Regions from separate parts of the Rattus norvegicus genome. Here region 1 is linked to region 2. The links are chromatin contacts, called in public HiChIP or PLAC-seq maps. All regions are on one chromosome and are shown on one strand. Each heading gives the region's core, a stretch centred on a gene start, on an enhancer-like site or on the middle of the called end of the contact. The rest is flanking DNA. Distances are from core to core; before and after follow the strand shown.

Region 1 (6,422 bases), core at 218-2,717, 47 kb after region 2:
TCCAAAAGGGTTTGATCTGTTAATCACAGGTTGTTATGTCTGATACAGTGATGGGCCAGAAATGGCTATTTAGGGGGCTAGAGATATGTCCAAACAAATCATAACTATGTAATTAGAAGGCCCCCATACCTGAGCACACCTGACTCTGTGGTGGTCAGGCTGTAAAACTCAGCACCCGACAGCACCACTTGCCCAAACTAAAACAAAGGCCTGACCCATTAAAGTCCATACTTCTTGGCAAATCCCTAAATGTACTAACCCTGCTTTTTGGCTTCCGTAGTTCTGCTTCTGGTTAACTGTTCTTGTGAACTGAAATCTGTCAACCCAGGGCATGATTTTTGTGCTTAAAAGCTTACCCTGAAGAAGGTTTGGGACTTCACTGGGGTCCCAAACACCCAGTCTAGTCACAGACCGGCTAATAAAGACTCTATTGCCTTGAACCAGTTTCTATGTGTCCTTCTGTGGTGGATACCTCACAACAATTAGGCTCTGGTCCTGGAACATCCCGGTCTCCCCATACCACTTCTGTTCAAAGAAATCAGCCTTTACGAGACTCAGGTTCTTTCTAGAAATTGTTGTTCATGGTCTCTACAGAAAACGTTAATGGTATTGAAATCCCCCCTTCTCCAGTGGTTTTTCTAAAACTCCAAGACAGAGGGGTTCTTTCTCTCTCATATTTCCCCCCAAATTCCTAAGCTTTCTATCCTACCTCAATTCAACCTTTCAGACATTCAAAATGTAAGTGATATTAAAATGGGGATGGGGGTTGGGGATTTGGCTCAGTGGTAGAGCGCTTGCCTAGCAACCGCAAGGCCCTGGGTTCGGTCCCCAGCTCTGAAAATAAAATAAAATAAAATAAAATAAAATAAAATAAAATAAAATAAAATAAAATGGGGATGGATGGGACAGCTGGAGAGATGGTTCGACAGTCAAGAGTGCCTTTGCTCTTACAGAGGACTGGAGTTCAGTTCCTAACATCACATCAAGTGACTCACTGTCAGCTCCCAGCTCCATGGAATCCAGCGCTGTCCTCATGCCTTTGTGGGCACCTGCACTCATGCACACACTTCTACATAAATAAAAACAATGCTGGCTGGAGAGATGGCTCAGTGGTTAAGAGCACTGCCTGCTCTTCCAGAGGTCCTGAGTTCAAATCCCAGCAACCACATGGTGGCTCACAACCATCTGTAATGGGATCCGATGCCCTCTTCTGGTGTGTCTGAAGACAGCTACAGTGTACTTTTATATAATAAATATATCTTTAAAAACAAAAACAATGCAACTGAATATTTTAAAAACTGTTGTCTGGTTTTGCCCTGGCATCCACTAAGTATTTGGGGAAGGTCATGAGGTGGCTGGGAAAGGAAGTTGATCAATTAGTGAGTGGAAATGAATGGCTATCTGAAATCTAATTCATGCTTTGTATAGATTCTTCATCTCCTGGGGACCTGGGCAAAATATAAAGCAGTCTGAACGCATAACCGGCCACCTGGCATCCTTGGACATTTTGAAACTTTAATATTAATGATTGAAACTGTCGGACTTTCCATTATTTATTAGGAAAATTTGGTCTGTCTTTAATCCAAGGCTGAAAAGAATATAGGAGAAAAACTATCAGGAGAAAACCTAATAAAATGAGAGTAGGCTACTTAAAAATTGTAAATGTTCTAATGTAAAGACATCAGGAGAAAAACTAGAACCCACTTCATATCTAATGCAACAAGACATTCTTTTTTTAAAGTTGTTATTGACTTCTTGTGAATTTCATAGCATCTGTGTTGTCCTGCACCCCAACACCATTCTTCTCCCTGTCCCTTTGTATCCACCCTCGTGACCTCCACTCCCACCCCAAAGAGAGTAAAATAAGATTTTTTTTTTAAAAGATCTTGTCCTGGAAGCTGTGGTGTGTCACAGCGTGTCCCACAGTATACCCTTCTGTCCACACATCTTTACTTGCAAATGTTCATTGCAATGAGTCGGTCTGGTTCAAGGCCTGGGCTTCTGCTACTCCATGTATACTGAATCCTCACAGGGACCTCTCTTGGATATCCTATTATTGCCCTGTGTTATGGAGATCCTGGAGCTCTGGGTCTGCAGGCTAGCCCTGTCATTTGAGAAACAAGACATAGTTAAGGATATTATTCTCTCTGTAGCATCCTAATTGACTAAAAAGACAGGACTTTAAGTTTTGTTTAAAAACTATTGTGTTTCTACTTCTGATTTCTGGCCATCTTTGGAAATTGTCTTAACCAAGCCAAAGCTCATTTACATATTCGTTTGTGCTGAAGTCTTTTAAGTAAATAACTATTTTAAGTCCAGTACATTGATGTCTTATGGCTCTGTGCCTAGAAATATGTATAGGCATCAGAGACAGCATGAGCCATGGGCACATCAGGCCAGGGCACTATCTTGCTTTCCTTTGGTCCTGGGCCAGGCTGAGTAGCTTGGTTAACCCCACTGAGAAAGGGGGAATGCAAGGGAACCCCATGGGACTGGAGGAGCAAGATGGAGAACTCCTGGAGACTGTGAGCTGTGCATATCTACAGAGGGTATGTTAATTACTTGTCTGTTGCTGTGATAAAACACCATGCCCAAGATAACTTAAAGAAAGAAGGGTTTATTTGGCTTACAAAGTTCCAGAGGGAGAAGAATTCATCATGGTAGAGACAGAAAACATTGGTGACAGGCACAGGAGGAGAGGATGTCTCACATCTTGAAGCACAGGCAAGAGCTAGAGAAAGCAAAGTAGAGAGCTTTGCTTTACTCCCTTGCCTGCTTTCCTTTCTCTCTTCTTTCTTTCTTTCTTTCTTTCTTTCTTTCTTTCTTTCTTTCTTTCTTTCTTTCTTTCTATCTCTCTTTTTTGTCTTTAAATTCTCAAATCCTACCCCTTGCAACCTACTTCCTTCAAGGCCACACTCCTAAGCCTCCCCAAAGAGTATCACCAGTAGGGGGTGAGGGTAGGGGAATGACAAAGCATTTAAATGGTCAAAGCTCTGGGAGATGTCTCACTCAAACCGTGAGGCCACCGAGGGCTAACAAGAAAAGCTGCCCACCCACACAGCTGCACCCAGCTTTGCTCTCTTAAAGGAACAGCAATACAGGTTTGGGGATTTAGCTCAGTGGTAGAGTGCTTGCCTAGGAAGCGCAAGGCCCTGGGTTCGGTCCCCAGCTCCAAAAAAAAAAAAAAAAAAAAAAGGAACAGCAATACAACGGATGGGACCTATTCATGATACACTGGAGAAATTGCTGTTTTCTTCCTTTAGCTTCTTTTTTTTTTTTTTCCTCTTTTTTCTTTTTTTCGGAGCTGGGGATCGAACCCAGGGCCTTGTGCTTGCTAGGCAAGCGCTCTACCACTGAGCTAAATCCCCAACCCCTTCCTTTAGCTTCTGATTCCAAAAACCAACTGGCACATAACTTAAAATAGATAATTGTGAGCTTTGGGGGATCCCTCTGGGACAAGTCTTCATCACCAGTATCATGGTCATCACTTATAAACTTTAAAAAGTTGTCATGTGCATGGCTGTTTTGTCTGCATGTATGTCTGCGCACCACACATACGCAGTGCCCTTGTTGGATCCCTGAACTGGAGTTAAAGATGGCTGCAGATCTCCGTGTGGCAGTTGAGCCTGGGCCCTCTGGTAGAGAAGCCACTGCTTTTAAGTGCTGAGCCATCTCTCCAGCCCTAAAAAGCTTCATTATAAGTAGCATAATGCTGACCTTTCAGTAGCTTACACATTTAAAAGGGCATCCAAGAAAAATCTGGCATCTGAACAACCTCGCTATTTGAAACCCTGGTGTTTATCTGTTTGCTCTGACAAAATAAGTGCTTTGTCCTTGCGTGTGAGAGAAACAACCGCGCATCGGTGATGATACACATTTACCTTACTGAAAGATTCCTTTAGAAGTAGAAACTAAGTTGGTTTAACGAGCTTTTACATAGCTTTTTGCAGTTACTGCTTTGTTTAATGAGGCTAATCATTGCGGGTTCTTTTATATGAAAATCTGTGCAAATTACTAAGTATTAAAAAGATAAGTTGGGGGGTTGGGGATTTAGCTCAGTGGTAGAGCACTTGACAAGCAAGCGCAAGGCCCTGGGTTCGGTCCCCAGCTCCGGAAAAAAAAAGAAAAAAAAAAAAGATAAGTTGGTTTTTGTTTTTGTTCTTGCTTTGTTTTTAGACTGAGACTTGTGTGTAGCCGTAGCTGACCAGGAACTCACAAAGATCCACCTGCCTCTGTGTCCCACTGAGATTAAAGGCTTGTGCCACCTAGTCCATGGAAGGGTGCAACCAATATTTAGGGTGAGCGACCTCTGTTAACTTAATCTACAAACTCACTTACACACATGCCGTCTGGACCCTGTAAAGTTGACAATATTAATATTAGACACCATGCTGTCTAATAGATAATTATCAAATCAATTAAAGATATTTAGTTGGGACATTACTACATGCCAGTTGCTGTCATAGGTTCTGGAAAAGTTTAATCCTTATCCCTGTGTTTGGCCTCCTCTTCCTCAGAGGTCATCAGCCCCCAGCCCAAGAGAGTGAGGGGAGCAGAGGTGTGGGGTGGGATTCAGACAGCCATGAGTGGGACAGAATGACTTTCGGGATCAGCTTCAGTGAGACAGCTCAAGTTTATTTGAGGTGGACAAGAGCTATATAAATCTTGGGAGTGGGTAGGGACTTCCAGGGTAGGGGGACATTATTGATGAGGGCAGAGGAATTTACAGGAAGAGGAATTCCAGGAACTTGCCAGGCAGGTTCTTGTCAGGAGAAAGGAAGTTGAACCTGCAGTTTGGCCAAAGACTACATGACTTTCCTCAGGAGGAGGATGTGGGAGTTGTGCTCTCCAGACAAGGTCAGACAGAGAAAAGGAGGCCCTGCTGAGAGGGGGAGCCCTCCATTTTGTGTCTGTCTTGGAGAGCTATTTGGACATGGTGGACAGTAACCTTAATAGCAGGGTCTTCCAACACTGTGAACACTATAGTGGAAGTCTATAGTGGAAAGACATAGACTACATCAGCAACTGCATATGATACTGCACAGCTTAGAACTTAGGAATGTGTCAAAGTCACACATGCTAGCAGGCTATGTGGTGGGAGGACCCAGAGATTGGATAAGTAAAACCTTTTACCTGTGGAGAGAGTAAGAGGAAGGGCTTCCAGGAAAACATACTGAGGTGTACTGGATAAATAGATGAAAGAATGGAGAGGGGCTAGAGAGATGACTCAGTGGTTAAGAGCACTGACTGCTCCTCCAGAGGTCCTGAGTTCAATTCCCAGCAACCACATGGTGGCTCGCAGCCATCTGTAATGGGATCTGATGCCCTCTACTGGTGTGTCTGAAAACAGCCACAGTGTTACTCATATGCATAAAATGAATAAGTAAATTAAAAGAGTGGAAAGAGAGCCAGCTGCCCCGCTATCCTGGCTTCTGCTGATTTATTTAACTGTCACGTGACCCCCCCCTCTTTAACAACTGGCACTTGGTGTAACCGAATTGAGTGTGGGTTTTTTTTTTTGTTGTTGTTGTTGTTGTTGGTTTTTTTTTTTTTTTTTTTTTTTTTTTATTAACTTGAGTATTTCTTATATACATTTCGAGTGTTATTCCCTTTCCCGGTTTCCGGGCAAACATCCCCCTAATCCCTCCCCCTCCCCTTCTTTATGGGTGTTCCCCTCCCCATCCTCCCCCCATTGCCGCCCTCCCCCCAACAATCTAGTTCACTGGGGGTTCAGTCTTAGCAGGACCCAAGGCTTCCCCTTCCACTGGTGGAGTGTGGGTTTTTGATAAGCTTCTCTCCTCCCATGAAGTTAACTTAGTGATGATGAGTTTGGACCCTGGGCAAATCTGGGAGTTTGGTCAGAACTACAAGGAAAGGAATTTCTTCCCTGGGAGGTTGAGAGAAAGGAAACTTTGTGTGAAAACCATTGGGTTCGAATTCACTCACATACCTTATAAAACTGTTAATCTCTCTGGGTGTGGTTGCCATGTCAGTGATCCCAGTACTTGAGAAACTGACAGAAGAGGGCAGTGTTGAGGCCACCCTAGGCTAGAGGCCCTGTGTAAAATAACAAAAACATTGTGTTGACCAAATAATTTCCCCATCTTTTTGTTAGGTTTAAGCTTGTTTACACAAGGCCATAGTCATTTGTAACTAAGTATCTTTAGTACGGTAATGACTTCGACTTATGTTGTTCCTCTGCTAAGTCCAAAGAGGTTGGAGGAGGCCAGCCCAAGTACTTACTTGGGGTCATTTAGTCAGGAGGAGGGACAGACCAAACACTATTTCCTATGGCAGAAATTTCAGGTTCTACATGAAATTCCTCTCTCCTCCATCTCTTCCCTTTCTCTTTCCTTCCTACCAGTCTTCTTTTCTGTTTCCTTTTGTTTTCTTTTTAGACACAATCTCACTCTGTGGCTCAG
Region 2 (6,533 bases), core at 2,612-5,111:
CAGGTCATGTGGGTATCCTAAGTTCCCAGAAGGTCCCAGGCACTACCCTCCTACTTTGTCATCGTGGCAGCGAAGCCCAGCCCCACTCTGTCCAACTCAATGAAGTCAGCCATGGGGAAGGAGGGCCTTTCACACCTAATGTTTTCATTGTCCTCTTGGCTGAGGTGTACACATGTGTGCGTGATGTGTGCCTTCTCTAGGACAGGAAGGTGTGGAAGTGTCACAGTGGGCAGGGAAATAAAACTGAAGGAGTGGAGTTCATTGGGTCCCTACCGCTCCTAGACTACGCACCAGCAGCACAGTGCAGAAAACTGTACTGGTTGATATGGTAACTGAGCTGGAGTTACTGAACAAAATCTGTGGGTGTCCTCCCAGAAAGGCAGATGCACACGCCCACAAGCAAGTGACATGCTAATCCCAGTTCATCATCCACCCTGAGAGCCAGCGAATGCTCAAAGCAGGACTTGTAGAACACTGAATGAATGAAAGAGTCAGGCTAGTACCTCTGGCCAGGCCAGCTGCTTTTGCAGCTGGCACCACTAGGAACCCTGAGGGAAGACACTGCCGTTCCTGGCTTCCTTCAGGACCTGCCTCAACACCGGCAGGGAAGACACACCCATTACCCATGTCAGAGAACAGTTTCAAACAAGTCAGCAGCCTGCAGGCACACCACTGGGGCAGAGAGCAAAGGGTAAGAGAAGGTGGGAGTGGAAACCCCCACCCCCACGCCCGTGTTTTCCTCTGGCTTTGAGTGTGACACCAGGAAGTTCTGGCGTGCTCAGTCGGGCTCACTGATTTCTTGATTGTGTGTACAGCATGCATGTATGATATGCCTATATACACAAATAACACATACACATGGATAATTTCTGCATGTATAGACATCAAAATGGAGAAAAGTATATAGAATGTTACCTTTTGGCTAAAAAATAGTTTATATATTTATCTACAGAATGATATGAAAAATGTCTATAAAAATATAAGTGTATCGTAAAATGAGTCAATCGAGATTTTCACCTTCTTAAGAGAAATTAAGCCAATTTCTTAAGTAAGAGACTGAAATTTCTTTGGCCATCAAGCACACACCACTCTTTATAAGAAGCAAGCTCAGGGCTCTGGGACTCCAGCACAGTGGCAGGCCTTGGTTTCTACACGGAACCAGCACTAACCAGCACTACTCTTGCAGACAGGGGCTCGCCAGTTTATGGGTAGATGCAGCCTGCAAACCCTTCGTGGGGTCTCCTAACTAAATCTGCTTGAATACAAGCACAATGTGAGCACTGAATATACAAAAACATGTTCACAAAATGCAAAGGGGTCACAAAGAGGAACAGAAGGACCAGAGTCTTGAAAAGGTTTCATCCTGGTGGAGGAAAAGGGTGGGAAAGATACAAAAATTCCACTGCTAGACACGATGCACACTTGAAGATAAAGAGCTTATGTTTACCCAGGGCTTGGGACTGCGATTGTTGCACACTAAGACACCAAAGAGCAAAACGCAAACAGTTGTGAGAATAGGAGGAAGTCATATATGGCTTTACAGGGGCCAGGCCCAAAAAGCTAGAGAGAGGTGCCTAAAGGCCAAACCAGAAGAAGGGTCTAAGGAATTCCCTATAAACTGACAGAAACATCTGTGATTACACCTCCTCTCCCCTGTAACATATACCACAGCTCCTGAGGACACCCCAGCAGGAAATAAGAGAAATGGCCCTGGCCTAACCCCCAGGTGTAGTGACACACACCCAAGCACCTGGTGTGCTGAAGCAGGAGGGTTGCAAGTTCGAGGCCAGCCTAAGGAGGACTGGTAAAGGAATAAGTAAAAGAACTGTCTTATCAGAGTGCTAGTGGTTTGACTTGTTCAGAAATGGGTCAGTGAATTCCTGGCCTAGGACACTCAGTGGGATCACAGAAGGTTTCACCTGGCGAGCAATGGCTGAAGGCCCTCTAAGGACAGATTCTAAGAAGGACTCCAACTCAGAGGACAGTGGAGCTGAGAAACAAACACAATAGTGTTGACTCAGGTTACTGCTTTATGCCAGAGTCCAGAGCTCCGCCATACAGCTGTTCACCCTGACTTAACATCCCAAGCTTCTTTGACATCTTTTAGCCAAGCTGACTGTGGTATGTGGTTGGGAAGTTTCCACTTCCTGCCACCCCTCTTCTAGTCGCTGACTAGCTGCCATTCAGTCAGGCCCCAGAAAGCAAGGAAAGACAGTGCCCATTCATAAGTTACTCTCATAAGAATTACTTATGAGGCCAGACATGATGACGCACACCTTTAGTTCCAGCCCTTGGGAGGCAGAGGCAGGCAGATGTCTGTGAGTTCAAGACCAGCCTGGTCTACATAGTAAGTTCCAGGAAGGTCAGAGCTATATAGTGAGACCCAGTCTCAGAGAGAGAGAGAGACAGAGACAGAGAGACAGAGAGACAGAGAGACAAACAGAGAGAGAGAGAGACAGACAGAGACAGAGACAGAAAAAGACAGAGAGACAGACAGACAGAGACAGACAGAGACAGACAGACAGAGACAGACAGACACACAGACAGACAGACAGACACAGAGACAGAATGTTACTTATAATAATATACAGTCATAGGATCTCTTTACTTAGAGAAGGAGGTATGTTCTCCAAGGCAGCTAGGTAAAAGGTTTAATATAAACACTGGAGTAGAAAACCCTGACTAAAAGACAAGCCAGCGGCACACGCCTGTAATCCCAGCACTCAGAGCCTGGAGGAGGACTGCTGTGAGGCTGAGGCCTGCTCGGATGACATAGCAAGTATGAAACCGGACAGGAACACAGTCTCCAAAGACACAAACAAAAAAGGACTGACTCAACAGCCGACTCAGCACACAAATGCTACAGGACTTGCTGTTCCAAGGGTGGCCCTGGGATCAGCAGAAATGTCATCTTGGACCTCGTATACCTGCCAATTCTCCAGCCCTAGCCCAGTCATTAAGATGTCGGTGAACACAGCCTGCACTTTTCACTTTAACAAGCTAAAAGTTTAGGAGCCACAGTCCTCAAGAAGTGGTTCTCGCCGGCCGTGCCGTCTGGACTAGTCTGTGAGGTTTTCAAAGCTCGCCTTGTGACGCCGATACTCAGAGCAATCGAGAACACAGTGCTGTGTCACTCCCCTGAACTGCGTCGTGGGCAGAACGTCATCGTCCCCACCACCACTGAGGCACTGGAGTGCACACACAGTGTGCACACGGCGTATCTGCGTCAGTTGCACCCAGGAATTAAAAGGGCTGTTTTCAGCAGACTGAAGCATCATTTCGCATTTCAGAGCAGCAGATTCCACAATCAGCTCTAATGTATTCTGGCCTCAATTCAATTTAGCTCAACAAAGGAGAAAGGAGTTCTTGCTCTCTGATGCAAAGAGCCCTGGAGACACATGAGCCAGCAGCTGGGGAGTTCATAACAGGCAGGGCCGTATACTTTTTTCTCTCTCTAAAGAAAGATATACAAAATTTGGGTACTTTCCAATTTTCTCCTCAAAGGAAAAGCCACACTCCATACCCCAGCATTCTGAATCCAGTTGAGAAACAAGAAAGAGTTTCTCCGGTTGAGAAATAAGTCAATGACCTTAGACTGAGGTGAGCAGTGGTAGTCTATGTGAATAAGCCTTAGGGAGATGAGTCTTTACAACTGGAGGTAAAATATGAAAAAGAACAGGTCCCATCAGTAATACAGCCTTGCTCAAAACAAAAACCAAAAAAAAGGTGCCTGCTTCTTTCTCCTGAGATGGCCTTAGGCGAGTCTCACAGACGTTAGCAAATCTGGAGTGAACTGGGAAACTGGAGGAGAGAAAACCTTGCGTAACTTGCACCAGTCACTCTGAGCCCCTACGAACATGGCGAGAGAGTCAGGTACAGACCTGTGGGGTTTCCGGGGTTGATGATGCAGAGAACTTTAGGGTCACAGTGGTCTTTAGCTTGCCGCAGTGCCCGCCGGAGCTCGTCCACGTTCAAAGCCCAGCAGTTGTCCTCATCCAGATAGTAGTTCACCTGGATGGCGTCGAGCTCGGAGATGACCGCGGAGTACAAGGGGTACTGTGGGATGGGGATCATCACCCCGGTCCGTGACTTGCCACCGCCGGAGACCAGGAGCTTCAGGATCGTCTGCGACAAAAAGCAACACCTACGGCAGCAGCTCTCGACCGTCCTAACGCTACAACCCTTTAATACAGCGCCTCCTCGTGTTGTGGTGACCCCGACCCTAAAATTATTTTTTTTTTTTGGTTCTTTTTTTTTGGAGCTGGGGACTGAACCCCAGGGCCTTGCGCTTCCTAGGCAAGCGCTCTACCACTGAGCTAAATCCCCAACCCCCCTAAAATTATATTTATCACTACTTTATAACTAATTTTGCTGCTGTTGCATGTAAACATCTGCTTTCCGGTGGTCCGAGGTGACCCCTGTGAAAGGGGTCATCATTCCCCAAAGAGGCCGAGACCCACAGGTTGAGAACCGCTAATCTATAGGGTTCCTCTCTATATAGGGTTCCTACTGCTTCTCTCATCCTTCAAGAGGCAATGGGCAGACGGGCCAGATGGGCTCCAGTCACGGATGTCTGTCTACCAGGGCCTCTAGCACAGCCCTATCACAGTTGCTTCATCTCCCTGACTTGTTTCCTTCCCTGGAGCACGAGGGGCGCTGTGGATGTAGGTAAGAAACATAGAATATCCTAACGTTCTTGACATAATGCATGGCATGGAGGAAAAGGCTAAGACACTTGACAGGGATGGAGCGACACATACAGAGTTCCAGTACTTGGATGGCTGAGGCAGGGCTGTCATGAGTTTGAGGCCAACCTGGGCTATACTGTGAGATCGTGTCTCAAAACACCTAACCAACCAAGCAAGCAAACACTTTCTAAAACAGGATCCAAGCTGGTCCTGCCCTAGAACTAGCCACACTTCACCCAGATATTCTCATTTAAACTCAGTTTCTTCAACGTAATCATCAGTTGGCCCACACATGGCTGGACAGACTCCTAAATAAGAGACAGTCAAAATGGTGCCCCCAGCTACTCCCACCTCTTTTTAAGCAAAGTGGGGTGCATATTTATTTCTTAAGAAAACGAACTGTGGGGTCGAGTGAGGTGTTGTTGAAAATGGCAGTGGTTCTCTGAATCAGCAAGCTATGGGAGACATCCATTCCATTGTACACGTGCACAGGCTTCATCTGAGGCTCAATTCCTCGCTCCAAGAATCTCGCCAGACTGGAAAGCACGGTGCGCGCTTGACTGTCTCAGGCCCATTTCCCCATGGGCTCGAGTAGATTATCTTTTTGAAAGGCTCAGGGAAACACACACTCAACTTCAAAACAAAAGAGCCTGTGAGGAGACAAGAGCCCTGATGAGAAAGAAAAGGCAACAGCGACCACCGCTCACACGGGAAGAACGCACAAACTTTGCTTAGCAGAGGGCTCGAGCCGAAGAGAAATGTGCCAAGAGTGGAGGTAAGCGGACGGCACTTACCCAGCACGCTGAGAGCCAGATGAATACGCAAAACCAGCCCACAAGTAAAAACCCAGGAGGCCGTGCCCTCCACAAGCCTAGAACTTCAGACTTCAGCCACACAGCCACTAACTCTAGTCCACGTGCCCACGCCGCTGCTGACTGACTCCCAGCCTGAGCCCTCATCTCCTAAGCGCTGAGCTCCCTCACTTACTGCTACTTGGCTCTTCCTGGCCAGGCCAAGGCTGAACAGAACATTGATTGAATCATGTGAACTCCCTCCCTTTACTGAAGCGCCAATGTTCTGACTTACTTAAGCCTCGGTGTGGCTTCTACGGCCCTTAGAACTTAGCCATTACTTGCTTCCCTGGCCCTATTTTTGGTAATTATCCCCCACTGTGTGCGCTCACCCACCTGGGACTCATTTCTAAAATACTGGGCCTCTTTTCAGATCAAGATCTTTGTATACACTGATCTTCAGCCCAGAAAACACTTCCCCTCTTGCCTTCCCCCATATGTTCCTGCAGCTTTCAGTCGTATTCAGAGGGGCCTTTACAGCTCCTGCTGCTGTTACAGCATTTATTCTTTTCACTATTACGTATGTGGTGCTAATGCCAGTCTGTCATAATGCTGGCATATAAGCAGAGACTGAGTGGCGAGCCTGGTTCCCAAAGGTCTCCCCAGCATCTAGCACAGTGCTTGGCAAAGGATGAACACAGTACACACAGTATGTGCTGAGCAACAGAGAGGCCAACCTCAGGTATCCTATAGCTCCCCACCAGCTGGACCTGCTGTTGGGTCCTCTGGAAGGAAGCTGATGCTGCAGTCATATCCAAGGTCATGGGACTGGAAGCCACAGGGGTACCAGAGGGTGGCCTGATCCACCTACCAAGCCTGTATCCTGCCTGGCTAGCGACTTCACAGTGACTTCAAACACTTGACCCTAATCTTCAAGGTTGCTGGTCACCACCATCAGGTGTGGTGGTACATGCCTTTAGTCCCAGCACTCTGAGAGTTTGAGGCCAGCCTGGTCTACGAAGAGAGTTGCAGGACTACCTAGAGAAACCCTGTC

The links. HiChIP or PLAC-seq counts read pairs in DNA pulled down with a chosen protein or histone mark.
Region 1: a contact with region 2 is called in an H3K27ac HiChIP or PLAC-seq map of oligodendrocytes, with 3 times the contacts expected there. The contact joins two enhancer-like sites. A contact is called at or near these places in 12 of 12 Hi-C or Micro-C datasets (the A7r5 cell line, the Rat2 cell line, Schwann cells and 7 more) and 1 of 1 datasets of contacts at active chromatin or transcription factors (oligodendrocytes).

Annotation. Positions count from the first base shown.
Region 1 is chr19:37,760,499-37,766,920 of GRCr8, forward strand. LOC120098665 (a long non-coding RNA gene) reads right to left here. Exons shown (of 3, transcript XR_005497091.2): 2 at 5,951-6,057; 3 at 2,604-2,731. Among named protein-coding and RNA genes, the nearest start is that of Gpt2, 31 kb to the left of the region's middle. Within about 2 kb of position 1,468, at least 1 of the 93 cell types and tissues checked has an H3K27ac peak or open chromatin away from gene starts, as enhancers often do.
Region 2 is chr19:37,711,195-37,717,727 of GRCr8, forward strand. It overlaps Gpt2 (glutamic--pyruvic transaminase 2), which reads right to left. Exons shown (of 11, transcript NM_001012057.2): 5 at 3,882-4,125. Among named protein-coding and RNA genes, the nearest start is that of Gpt2, 18 kb to the right of the region's middle. Within about 2 kb of position 3,862, at least 44 of the 93 cell types and tissues checked have an H3K27ac peak or open chromatin away from gene starts, as enhancers often do.